Regions from separate parts of the Bactrocera dorsalis genome. Here region 2 is linked to region 1. Evidence: chromatin contacts called from public Hi-C data. All regions are on one chromosome and are shown on one strand. The core of a region is the stretch at or near the end of the contact, and the rest is flanking DNA. Distances in the headings are between cores, read along the strand shown. Region 1 overlaps LOC105224905 (neuropathy target esterase sws). Region 2 holds the start of LOC105224902 (mucin-17).

Region 1 (6,760 bases), core at 2,676-5,175:
AAGTCCACCAGCATGTCTGGCGGTGGCATGAAATCCGACAGCGAATGCTGTACAGAATCTGGATGTGTGGAGCGCCGATGGAGCGGCGATGTCTTTAAAATAGAGGCGCCGGCACTTTTCTTTATGCGCATGTGGCTTTGAACCAACTCCGAATTGAGGCCTAGATAAGTGCGCAGAGCCGTGAAGAGCACACGCTGCAAACGCACCATAATCACCTGTATGACACGTATCATGATGTCGGGATTCTCGTTGAAGACCTCCTCGAAAGCCTACAAAATCAAATGCTTTATGTATTCACACGAAAGACATTCGTTCAACGAGTACACTTACCTGCATTGGTAGTCGTATCACGACGGATTTCTCCATCGCCTTGGCGGTGACTGTTTTGTAGAAACTCGGATTGCCGGACAGGACATCAATGAAGCTCAGCAGCGACGTCACCGATTCGCCTTTCTTCACCGTCTTTAGCGACAGCGTGCTGCCGTCGACGTTCGAAATGAAAACATGCACCAAACCCGATTGCACAATGAATACGCTGTCATCAGAGTCGGTGATTTTGAAGAGGAAATCGCCCGGCTCCAGCGTCAGCACCTCGGTGTGCTTGCAAAGCTTTAGGAAAATCGGCTTCTCGAAGTGTCCGAATATGCGTATACTTTGCAGCATGTAGAGCGCATCGGGCGGCACTCGTTCGCCGCCCTCGGTGGTCTCCTGCAGATATTCAGCCGGCGGCTCTACGGTATTCAATAGTGTTGGTATATTCTCACGCCGCAGCTGAAGTATGCGTTTGGCGAAGCGCATCACCGCCTTCCGTTTGCGACCCTGACCGCCGTACACTTGGCCGGACACGTTTTTCACCTTGCGCAACATGCGTCGGCCATAGAAAAGCATTTTGTCGCGCTTGCGGAAACGCAAACCCGTCATATCGCCGGCGGCGCCTGTGGAGGAGCCTCGTATTTGTGCTTGCAACATGAGTTGCCGCTCCTTATTGCGCTGCCAACGCTTATAGAATATATACCAGCCGATGACGATTAACGTCAATAGCGTTATACAAATGTATATGTAGACCTGAAAGGAGGGAAAAAGGAGGAACAGGAGTTATTGAAAGTTACTAAGAAGGGTCGAAAAGCACTATAATATAATGATATCATGTATGGAAATATGATTAGACATAGCTTTTAAAATAATAAAGTATGGCGTTGCCACCTGATTTGGCCCTTTGTGCATTGGCAACGGCGAAAACCGTAGTCGATAGAACGATGAGCTGAACGAGATATACGACAACATTGACATAGTTCAGGGAATTAATAGACAATACCCGACGGGGGAAGCAGAAAAAGAAGAAGACCGCCATTCCGTTGGAAATATCAGGTGGAGACGGACCTGTCTAAACTTGGCAATTTGTTGATTCCAAGCAGTTAGAAAATGGGACTATCTCAAACAGTAATTTTGTGGTTTTTGAGAGGATTTGGACTATCATCCATAAAAAATTGTTCTCACTCAAGATCTGAAGCCATTGGATCCCCGTAAACGTCGTGATTTGCTGATTTTGCCTTGAAAACAACTTGCAAACGATAACGATTTTTTTTAATCCTAAATCCTAAAATTATTCATGAACAACCATTACATTTACCTAAATTGACAGTTGGGTGGGTTTTTGGTCCGTTAGAATCATCGGCCCGTACTTCTTACGAAATGAAGCTGGTGACATCGTTACTGTCAATGGCGAGCGGCGTAGATCGATGATGACATACTTTTTATTACAACAATTGTATGAAGTTGATTTTGAAAACGTCTCATTACAATAAGACGGGGCTACATGCCACACAGCACGTGCAACAACCGAATTATTGCGTGAAAAGGTTGGAGATTCGATTATTTGAAGAATAAGTGACATTGAATGGCCTCGAAGAAGTTGTGATTTCACACCATTAGACTGCTTATTGTGGGTTCATTTAACGTCAATGGTCTTTAGCTATAAACTAGACTCTCTATATTCAGCTTTTGAAGTGTAATCGATGAACGTGCATACTAATAACAAAAATATAAATTTCCTTCCTCCTTGTTTGAAAATAAATCATATCAATCTTTTTGGAAAACCCCGTATACATATATACATTTTTAATAGCTCATAAAGCATTTAATTACATATATTTTTGTAAAATATTTTTACTTCATTTTATTTTAAACCTATTCCAACCCTGTAAGCCTTTTCACCTACAGTTTTATGCACGATAGAATACAAAGTATTCTACAAAAGTATTTCTAAAAATAAGATTAATATATGTAAGTCCTCATAGTAAAATAGTAAATACATTGTATGTAAGCACATACATATCTCATAATTCTCTAATAGTCTAATAGATTCAACTGAATTTGAAAAAGAAAAAAGTTAGTGTCCGTGATGCGGCATATTCTACATCAGGCACTCAATCCGATTACTAATTATTCCTACTAAATTTTCTAACTGATTATACATACTCGTATTGCATTTATTAAACAATTCAACTAAATTTCAATATTTTCCATAAATTTTATCACTTTAGTTGCAAAAACTTATAGTATAAGCACTGGTAAATCACAAAACTTCATTAGACATTAGTTTTTAAAACGCATTTATATTTCCACAGTTCGTATTCAAATGGCTTCCGTAAGCAGAATTCACACACATACATACATATGTACATACACGCATGCTCAATGTCTAAAGTTTACAGAGGAAAGCATATTGCGATATGAATTACTTATTACATGCAAATGATATACATACATATACATATGTACATAAGTATTTACATATTTATATGCATATACATATGCATATATGCATACATATGTTTGTGTGTGTAAACTTTAATGAAATTTATTTATAGTTTTGATTAAAGTACGTTCACTCAGAACTACAAACTCCAGTTCATTGACGATTTTACAACTTTTGTGGTGTTAAACACTACTTTCAAACACAGAGTTTATCATAGAAAGAACAAAAATCTTTAAGAAGCCTAAGCACCACTTTTTTGGGTCTTTTTGAATTATAACGCAGTCAAAGTGTGTGAGGATATCCGATTTGCGGTGCCGGGATCTTATATTTTCTAGTGAATAAAACGTTTCGGTTTCACTTGGGCGAGACCACTTCCGACCGCCCAGTTTGTTAAGACACTGAGATATCCCTGCGTCAACTCGTACACGGTACTTGGGAACTTTGCTTTGACCATAAGTGCTACATAGGCTGCATGGCAAATTAGCGACCAGTATCCATAGAAGAGAAAAGAGAACTCCGCCCTAACATGAAGAAGGCGAGGACTTTTTCTCCCATCTTTTTTTAATTTCATATATGTACATACTTAGGTTTTTTAAAATTAACCTCGCACTTTTGGCTTATTGGGTAAGAGTTTAGAATATTTACATAAGTAAACAAGTTTGAACTGAATCGAAAGCAGCTTCTCTTATCACGACAAAAACGAGCTTGATATGTAAATGCGTTTGTACGTATGTATATATTCTCATTTTGACCGGCGGTTCTAATTTAATTATGCAAGCAACCAACAGATTTCCGGATTTTAGAAATTAATGATACTGTGTACAACAAAAAAGTATTATAATTCAACATTCTAGGCCTCGCTGTTATATGTTTGGCAACGCTGAGCAATGCAAATACGTCATAAACGCTCCGAGCAGTCGGATATTTTTGTACCGCATTGTTATTTATGTGTCTACGATGCAAAGTCAATAACAACGCACACGGAGGGCTCGGCAACCGGGCCCCGCAGCCAGCTTCCAACCGCTCAGCACGAATAACGACGTTGACGCGTCACGACGAGAAGTGACGATTGACTTCTATGAGCATTGAGACCGCTGTGGGCGCCGGGGTCTATCAATAGCAACAGCAGCAGCGTCAGCGCCACAACTACAGGCACACTCGTAGACACAATAGCGCGATAAAAGCGGCAGAGCACGCGGCAGCGCCAAAGAATTTCGTCTTGGCATTGCCATTGAGGCGCGGGCGGGTTGTTGACAGAATTTTGTTTTGTTTAATGCTTGAAATAGGGGAAGACGTGGGCGGCGTTGTTGTTGGCGTTGGTGCGAGTTGTTATGCCTCGTGTAGTGGCCGGGCTGCCATTCGATTTCCGTGCGCTGCCGACAGACCGTTGCAGTTGCATTCAGTGCAGGTGTGTTGGTGTTAGTGATTTATTTTTGTTTACCTATTTATGTGCGAATGCGTGCATAAGTTGCTCGCACATACATACTTATACACACTCATAGATGTTTGTAGGCGAAGTATAATCGCTGTGCGAGTCAATTACGATTTTCATGACATATGAAGTAAACAATGATTTTAAATAAGGAATTAGAGAAAAATGCACTTGGCTTGCAATTATTATTATCAACACTTGATATTTGATTTTGTTATTGTGTTTTGTTTTGTTTTGCTTGAGTTTCTTGTAAGGCAGTGTGCATGCTTGTAATTGAGTGCGCAGAAAATATTGTTTACCTTTTACATAACGCGCAAAACAAAACTATTTTTCAACAACAACACTTCTGGTAAGCAAATAGTACACTTGAAAAGCGAAAACACGTCCACTTGTAGGCGTGTGAATAAACAACGCCAATGCGAAAAACAAGTTTAAGTATTTTATAATGCTGAAACGAAACGTGTTAGAAGGAAAAGAAGTTATGTAAATATGAACACCGAGAGACCCCAAAAACTAGTTTAGCAATTATGAGTGCAATTTATCGATAAATTGCCATAAACGAATGCATGTTTGTTTTAGGTGGCACTATACTATGAATATTATTGTATGTACATTCAAACTTTTTTGTTTAATATTTAACGCAAATAACAACAATTGCCTGCAAAAAATATGTGAGAATGTTAATATTAGCCAGAAATGTTTCTTAACATTTGAATGCAATTTTTGAATGGAATAATCGACTGTGCACAGAAAAGACTTTAACTTTAACTGCCGGCAAAAGCTTGAGGGAGAAAAGCACGTGTGCAAAATTTCAGATTGATATCTTAAAAACTGAGGGACCAGTTTCGGTATAAGTATATAGACAGATGAACACACAGACGAACATGTCTAAATCGACACAGCCCATCACGCTGACCATATAAGTATACGTATATGTACATACATACATACATATGTAACGGGTGATTTTTTTGAGGTTAGGATTTTCATGCATTAGTATTTGACAGATCACGTGGGATTTCAGACATGGTGTCAAAGAGAAAGATGCTCAGTATGCTTTGACATTTCATCATGAATAGACTTACTAACGAGCAACGCTTGCAAATCATTGAATTTTATTACCAAAATCAGTGTTCGGTTCGAAATGTGTTTCGCGCTTTACGTCCGACAAATTTTGTTCAGCGATGAGGCTCATTTCTGGTTGAATGGCTACGTAAATAAGCAAAATTGCCGCATTTGGGGTGAAGAGCAACCAGAAGCCGTTCAAGAACTGCCCATGCATCCCGAAAAATGCACTGTTTGGTGTGGTTTGTACGCTGGTGGAATCATTGGACCGTATTTTTTCAAAGATGCTGTTGGACGCAACGTTACGGTGAATGGCGATCGCTATCGTTCGATGCTAACAAACTTTTTGTTGCCAAAAATGGAAAAACTGAACTTGGTTGACATGTGGTTTCAACAAGATGGCGCTACATGCCACACAGCTCGCGATTCCATGGCCATTTTGAGGGAAAACTTCGGACAACAATTCATCTCAAGAAATGGACCCGTAAGTTGGCCACCAAGATCATGCGATTTAACGCCTTTAGACTATTTTTTGTGGGGCTACGTCAAGTCTAAAGTCTACAGAAATAAGCCAGCAACTATTCCAGCTTTGGAAGACAACATTTCCGAAGAAATTCGGGCTATTCCGGCCGAAATGCTCGAAAAAGTTGCCCAAAATTGGACTTTCCGAATGGACCACCTAAGACGCAGCCGCGGTCAACATTTAAATGAAATTATCTTCAAAAAGTAAATGTCATGAACCAATCTAACGTTTCAAATAAAGAACCGATGAGATTTTGCAAATTTTATGCGTTTTTTTTTTTAAAAAGTTATCAAGCTCTTAAAAAATCACCCTTTATATAGAGTCTCAGAGGCTTCCTTCTATGTGTTACAAACTTCGTGGCAAACTTACTTGGGTATAAATATCGGTAAGTTTCAATTGATATCAATACACAATAAAGTATACTAATTTTGTTTACTCTTAGCTCAAATAAAATTATATTTGAGGGAAATTAGTTTGAAGGGAACGACATAATCATTGATAAATATCGGTTTGCAAATATACAATATTTTTGACAACAATTAAGGTAAGGTACCTACTTTTGGGACACACCTCATAGAGCATATAGGGCGGAATACCTAGATTAAGATAATTTGAATGAACTCAAATAATCGTTCGTTATTTTTGGGTTTACCTTTAGGTTTTGAATATTTAAATAAATATGGTTAGTATAATACATGACATAAATGGAATTTTATGAGACACACCTAGTATGACAGCCAAAAAGGGTGATTTTTCTGAATTAAAAAAAAAAATACTGTCAAATACTGTAATTTTTTTTAATTTTCAGTTTATATAATATTTTATACATATTTATACACAATTTAAAAACACACAATAAAATTTTTGACAAAAAAAAAATATTTTTAATTCTCTCCAGAAGCGGAGTACAATGACTAGCGATGGAAACCAAGTAAAAATTTGACCGATTAAGGGATTAAGAATATACAGAAAAGGTTTTATA
Region 2 (6,760 bases), core at 2,583-5,082, 93 kb before region 1:
TATTTTAAGCTTTATTTTATTTTGTGTAGGTAAACATGACTTAATCAACTTCGGTTTTGAAATTTTCCTTTTTTAAATCATATTCCATTTGGAAGGGGTATACTAAATTCTCGTTTAAGGTCGCCTTCGCTCGATCATGAATATGTGCTACACGATTTTTGTCACCAAATGAACATTCAAAACGCACATATTCCATCCAAACCGATGTGTTTTCTTTACCAAACTGCAATACCATGTTCTCATACACCTGTCGTCGGCGCTCAGTGTCCTTTTTAGTCTGGAAACAAAAATAGGGTGTTATTGGATTACTTTTTAAATTTTATAGTCACAGCCATAGTTTACACCTTACCCTTAAAATAACTTGGGATTCCAATTCAGCCATTTTTTCATGCAATTTTAGACAGGGTGGCGGCAATTGACTTAAATGGTCGTATTCTTTGCGCACTTTGTCAAAAGGGGAATTAAGCATGCAAAACTCCAGGTATTGAGCACGAAATATGCCAAATTTTGGATTAGTCATTTTAATAGCATCACGGTACAATCGATCAAGGGTCGAACGGTCTTCATCATATCGTGTTTTGAAGTATTGAATAGCTAACTCAAATATTGGTCCAGATTTATCTCCTAGGTCCTTCACTGCTTTGGCATGAATTTTTTCAACCATGTCTGAGTCGTTTTGGCTTATATAGTACGAAAGCCAAACCTCATACAATTTTACTGATTTGTATGCAGAACACACTTCACTTAGAATGGACTCAGCGATTTTCCTTCCGGTTTCAGTCACGATTAATAAACGCAAAAATACACAATAATGCTCCTCACTCATTAGACCAGATTCGTGACCCATTTTTAGAGCCATCGCCAAGTATTTACGTCTTGTTTTCAAATCTGTTTCATTATTTTCATTTATAATCAACATTGCGCTAATGTAATCGTGACAGATTGTTCGGGTTTTCAGCTGCATGAGAAAAGTACTTTATTATAAAAAAATATAGATTTTGTTAGAACCATTACATACCGTTTTTAAGGCTGTTTCGTATACCTTAGCGCATAATTCAATACGTTGCCCCATTGTGCGATCTTTGAACACCGGCATTGTCAAATAAGAGCCATTGTCAGCAGTGTCCAGATTATCAATTTCTGAAGCAACATTGTTGGCGTGTTCATTTCTTTTAGCATGTTCCTTTAAATCACTCAGGGCAAATCCGCGTAACTCACGCTGTGCCAAAAAATCCCACAATTTTTCTTGTGATGGATAACGTTCCATCAGATCTTCAATAATCTTTAATTGTAAGGGTGCTGTAATGTTAACAAATGGAGGTTCTTCACAACGTCGCACCAAACCAATAAAAAATTGCAAATTAGTTATAGTTGTGCGACTATTTCTATATACACATTCTGCTTGTCTTAAGGCGCTCTCGTAATCGAGTCTCTGACCAGCTTCAAATCGTTTATGTGCAACAAACACTAATAAATCAAATAAGGTTTTGGTAAGTATCTCTTCATTAGGGTGTCGCTGTAATCCTCTTGTACAAATGTCTTGCCATATAAAACTTTCGCTATCATTGCTGAAAGCCCATAGTGCTGCTTCCACCCAGTTTTTTTCATTTGATCCATGATACTAAAGAAAAGAAAATAAATTAAAGTAATAATAATAATATACTCCTATTACTTAAAATTTAATTAATCTTACAGTGAGCATTTTTTCATAGATACCAAGTACTTGTGCTGGATTCGAATGTTTACTGAACTCTATGAAGTGATTCCACAAGCCTTCAGCCTCCGGAAATTTTTGAAGACACTCCCGATACAATTTTGTAATGTGATTTATAAGGTTATTCTTCAGACCTCGCACCTCAGTTTTAAAGCTGGCTTCCTTGCGCTCAACCAAGCGATACATCTTACGTTCAAGTATAATATATTCCACATAAGTACGACTGTTAACACTCTTTTGTGTAAGCTGTAGTGCGAAGGATTCTCTCTTTTGTTTGTAATTACTATAAGTAACAATTTAATTGAAATTAAGGAATTTAAATGTTGTGGTGTGTTTACCTGATTTCAGAATCGTCACAGATATTGTATCTCTTCAACTGTTCGTAGACCGGCAAAGCGCGCTCCTGTAATTCCTGAACGACCTCCATTGCACAAAATTTATTTTATGTTACTATTTTTATTATATTCTTAAATTTTGTAATTAGAAAAACTAGAAGCATAAATAATAATGTTTATATTTCGCGTACATATGTACATAAGAATCCTGAAGTTAGTTGCGGTTGAATCTAAAACACGTTGTGTTAATCAGCTGGTACTCCGATATAAATTAGGAATTATTTATATTCTTTAATATTTTTTATTTTTTTATATATCTTTTAACTCGTTGACATTTGGGAATTACACAAAATTTTGAAATGATAGGAAAAGAAGGCCAGTAAAATACAAATATTAAAACTTTTTTTAATATTTATGAAATACCCTGAGCAATTGTAATTTTTCGAAACGAATTTTATATTTTATAAAGAATAAAACGGAGTTAGTGTATAAATATTGTCAATAGTACGGCATCACTTCACCGCTAAGGTAGTTTGTTATTTATCATTTGACAATTGTAGGCTTATCAATTTACCAAACTGTCAGTGAAAGCTACCGTCTCACCTCTCTCTAATAATGCATTTGCATTAGGGATGATCGATATTCAAAAAACATCGATGTTGACATCGATGTCATAATCGAAAGCTCAACATCGATGTTCGATATTTATCAAAAACCGAACATCGATGTTGGATCCATCGATGTTGGATCCATCGATAATTTTTTACATTAATAATTGACAAAGAAATAAAACACAATCTATAAAATTCGAAATTTATTAAGCCACAGCCAGTGTGCATAGCACATTTACGACTTATTTTAAACGTTTTTCTTGATGTTATACTTGTATTTTTAAATAATCGTAACGCATATTTCATTTTAAATGAATTTATTTATTCATATCTTTGAAAACATGAAGTACAAATTATAAATAAATGTTATTACAACTTTAAAAATAAAATAATAAATTTCACAGTTTAATGTGGAAGTAAGTATATGATTGTCAAATATCTTATAAAAATATAAAAAGCTGAAATTCAATTTAAAAATTTTAGATTAATTTGGCTTCGATATTTTCAAGTTTTTCAAAAAATTTCCAGAAGCGACTTTTTGGCGGCATGTTTAATTCTATTCATTTATAATTTATATGCATTTATAACCTTAAAAAGAATAATTTCCTTTAAAGCATGCGCAAAAAGCAAACAGATGAATTCAATATTTAGATAGAATTCAATCATTTAAAACTTACATATTGTTGTACTCCATGTAATATATATATATGCACAACACCAGTAGAATACGAACAAATCAGTAAATTTAAATAGGTACGCACAACACAATTTTTTATTAACAAACAAATATGTAGAAGTGGGAGTGAGCGTAAATGTGCAAGATGAATCACGAAGAGCGAACGAATGAAGGGCACGACCGGAATGACGCGTTCACATTGTGAACGCAGCCACAAATCAGTTTGTGAAGTTCACAACTAAAAAATTTGATTTGAGGCTGCGTTCATAGAAGACATAATTTGTTTCCTAAGTTGCATTGGTTTGGTGGACGTCCGTGTCGTGCGTGAGGCCGTAAGTTGACATCGATGATTGATTCCGTTAACATCGATGTTGCGATATTTTTTCGTATGGCAACATCGATATTAAAACATCGATGTTTTTGCTTTCAACATCGATGATCATCGAACATCGATGTTCATCGAGCATCCCTATTTTGCATCCCTTACACCCCTTTAATCTAAATACTTATTCGTTTGACTATTGCTATTTTGCACTTCATACGGAAGATTTTGGCATTTCATAAATACCTTCAGTTTATTGTTTTTTTTGGTGGTTTAGTTACAATTTAGCTTTGAATTTTCGATCCTTCTCTTCTAAACATCGTAAAAAAGTGTGTAAAAGTATAAAAAAATATTAGTATTGGTGAATTAATAGCTCGTTTGGCAGCAACAGTGAAGAATGTCAGAGAAGCAGAAAGGTGACACGTCACGTCCAACCACTGCGTCTGCTGTGGCAGCTGGTCCAGGGTTGACTACAATTCCGACAGCTAGTGCTGTTGTAAAAAACCCACTTTTGAGCGCCTCTGTTACGGGTCTAACATTTGATGACTTTCCTAATAAGCCTTTGCTATTACCGCCGGTGGCTATTAGTCGAGGTAAGTGTTTTCTTTACCTTAAACATAAGCACTTGTTGCACACAATGGGATACCAATACAATACGTTTACGACATCTAAGGTTGGTTCTTTATTTCGATTAAAAGTGGATATAAACATATGTATGTACATTTTAAAATAACTTCCCCGACTTTCTCATTTTACTCCATACTACGTGTGGAGTGAGAGCGGTACGTGGGCAGATCCAATGAAACTTGACGTCTCCGACAACACCAAACAATTGCCCAAATTAAGAGAATTATTAAAAGAAGCAGCAGCAATGCGCCTAACACTATTGCAGCTATTGAAGCTTCAGTGAGCACAAGATCGCGTACATCTACGTTGTATGAACGTTGATTGCCCGTGACATCGAATGCTGTAAGTGCCACTTTTGGTTCGCAACACGTTGCTATATACGTAGCTTTCAAGGGTTCTGTAGAGGCAACAGTATAGCTATTCCGGTACAGTAGTCCACTTGAAGGCACAGTCTGCAAACGTAATATGCCTGACTGCCAATCTTGGGCGGTTATGTCTAGTGTCCAGAAGCGTTCCGCGCAATCAGTTGACTGTGCATTAACGTTATCACAGCGACTGCCAAAAGTCCACGAAATAGATGGTGCTGTCGTATCCTGTACAAAAAGTATAATGCTTAGAATATTGTGTTCTATATATGTATATCTAATATATGTATATATATACCTGCAAATCAACTGTAGTTGAACTGACCACTTTCAAGTTGAGAGATAGAGTAGCCGTACCGCCACCATGACAGGTGAATGTAATTTTATCCGTGGTTCCTTGAGGGGTGCCATTCGGTATTAAAACGGTTACGACAACTTTTGCCATTTCACCAGCACGCAAAAATAGACTTTGCGGATTGAGACGTAAAAGAAAACGTCTTTCGTCAATCACCTGTATATTGTGATATACTGCTTCGGTGCGGGTGTTAGTCACCTCAAATTCCAGCGTTCCCATCATGCCTGGAGCCAGAAGTAGTTGTGATTGTAGACCCATTTCGATTTTAGTTGTGTCGCGTTGCAATAAAGTGGCTGTTGTTCCACGGGGCACACCGTTATATTTATAATCTACATTAACGACTGATGTAGGCATTCCGGTATTGTTTGTTGGTATGATCGGTCGACTGCTTTGTATTTCGTTGTCAGAGAATGTCTCCACTTCATCCTTTGGAAATGTTACATCCGAATTACCTATTACTTCTGCTTCAGCTGATGCTGTTTGTAGTTCTGCATTGCTACCAAAACGTAAATCACTGTGTGTTTTCAGAGTTTTCCCAGGTGAGGTTTCCGATAAACTTAGCAAGCGCGATCCATATGAACTTACAGGATAAGTATTCCGATCCTTCAGCAAATACGCATCGAAGCGTTTAATGAGATCATCTGAAAAGTATGACATTATAAAATATAACTTATAAAATAAGTTAAAAGCAATACGTCTGTTATTTACTGATGTTAAGTATGTCATTCCCCTAACCTCAATGAGGAAAAAGTTTGGCTTGCGCTGGCTTCAAGGTTATAAGCTTAAATTATAATTATTTCAATAGCAATCATTGATGTATGAAAGTCGAACTTGCGCATTCCACTTATTTCAGTCATACGTATTAATGTATTTTTATGGAAGTTACGTGCATCCTTATCTCTAATTCTTGAAAAACAATAACAAAACTACGTCATTGTAAAATGCTTAATTCTCGCTTATTTTGAAATAGCTAAAGACTCGTACATGTAATAAACATTGATTTATGCGATCGGACTTAAATTGACGTCGCTGTAAAAATAACTATGTACATATGTATGTATGTATGTGTTGTTTCCAAACTGTTTTGCAGTTTTATTTATTTGGAAACTGTTTTTTTATTAATTCCAATATAATATACTTATTTCCTCTTTTATTTCAAAATTTCCACGCTGTCCTCATTTAATCATGTCAATACTGGGTGAATATGTTATCACTGCATATTGAAATATAATAAGCTTATCATAAATTCACACAAGTCCTCTTCTCAGACAAGCTTTTAATGCTAAATTAGTACACATACTATGTATGTACGTGAACATATGTGTATGCACTAGCGTCAGTTCAACCGACTACCTTCTTTCAAACTTATAGATTCCTAATCTTCCACAAATGTTTGCGCTCTTCTTTTTAATTTAGTCGAATTTTGAACCTTGTACGTGAAAGAGTAACGGGTATCACACGCTCCATACAAACAAACTTGTTGACTTTTGGATGTTACTTACCCAAAAACATATCTGATTTACGTTCGGCGCGCACGAATACACTGTACTCATCGTTTAAGGATTCCGGTACCACTTTCAATTTGTAAACAGTGGCCTTGCGTAGTTTATTCAAGGGAACGTAAGCATCTAATCGACTATCATCTGCTCCAAGTGTAAGAACAAGTGACTTGAACTTCACAAGCTTTCTTAAGTTAATATCTGTTGTGAGCGAGAAAAGATTTAAAACAATTTCAGTTGCATAATCCGAAGATTA

The links. A called contact is a pair of places that touch in the nucleus more often than the background predicts.
Region 2: a contact with region 1 is called in a Hi-C map of whole body, with 6 times the contacts expected there. The contact joins the promoter of LOC105224902 here to the enhancer-like site in region 1. A contact is called at or near these places in 2 of 2 Hi-C or Micro-C datasets (both in whole body).

The regions. Positions count from the first base shown.
Region 1 is chr4:68,860,651-68,867,410 of ASM2337382v1, reverse strand. It overlaps LOC105224905 (neuropathy target esterase sws), which reads right to left. Exons shown (of 12, transcript XM_011203148.4): 2 at 331-1,065; 3 at 1-269. Among protein-coding and RNA genes, the nearest start is that of LOC105224905, 6.7 kb to the right of the region's middle. Within about 2 kb of position 3,925, the one cell type or tissue checked has open chromatin away from gene starts, as enhancers often do.
Region 2 is chr4:68,953,590-68,960,349 of ASM2337382v1, reverse strand. It overlaps LOC105224902 (mucin-17), which reads left to right and starts at 3,832. Exons shown (of 10, transcript XM_049455406.1): 1 at 3,832-4,251. The coding sequence starts at 4,056. It overlaps LOC105225918, which reads right to left. Exons shown (of 9, transcript XM_019990137.3): 7 at 6,508-6,705; 8 at 4,949-5,646; 9 at 4,317-4,878. The coding sequence ends at 4,411. It overlaps LOC105225917, which reads right to left and starts at 2,322. Exons shown (of 5, transcript XM_011204599.4): 1 at 2,053-2,322; 2 at 1,694-1,997; 3 at 1,019-1,621; 4 at 350-958; 5 at 1-277. The coding sequence starts at 2,141. The coding sequence ends at 41.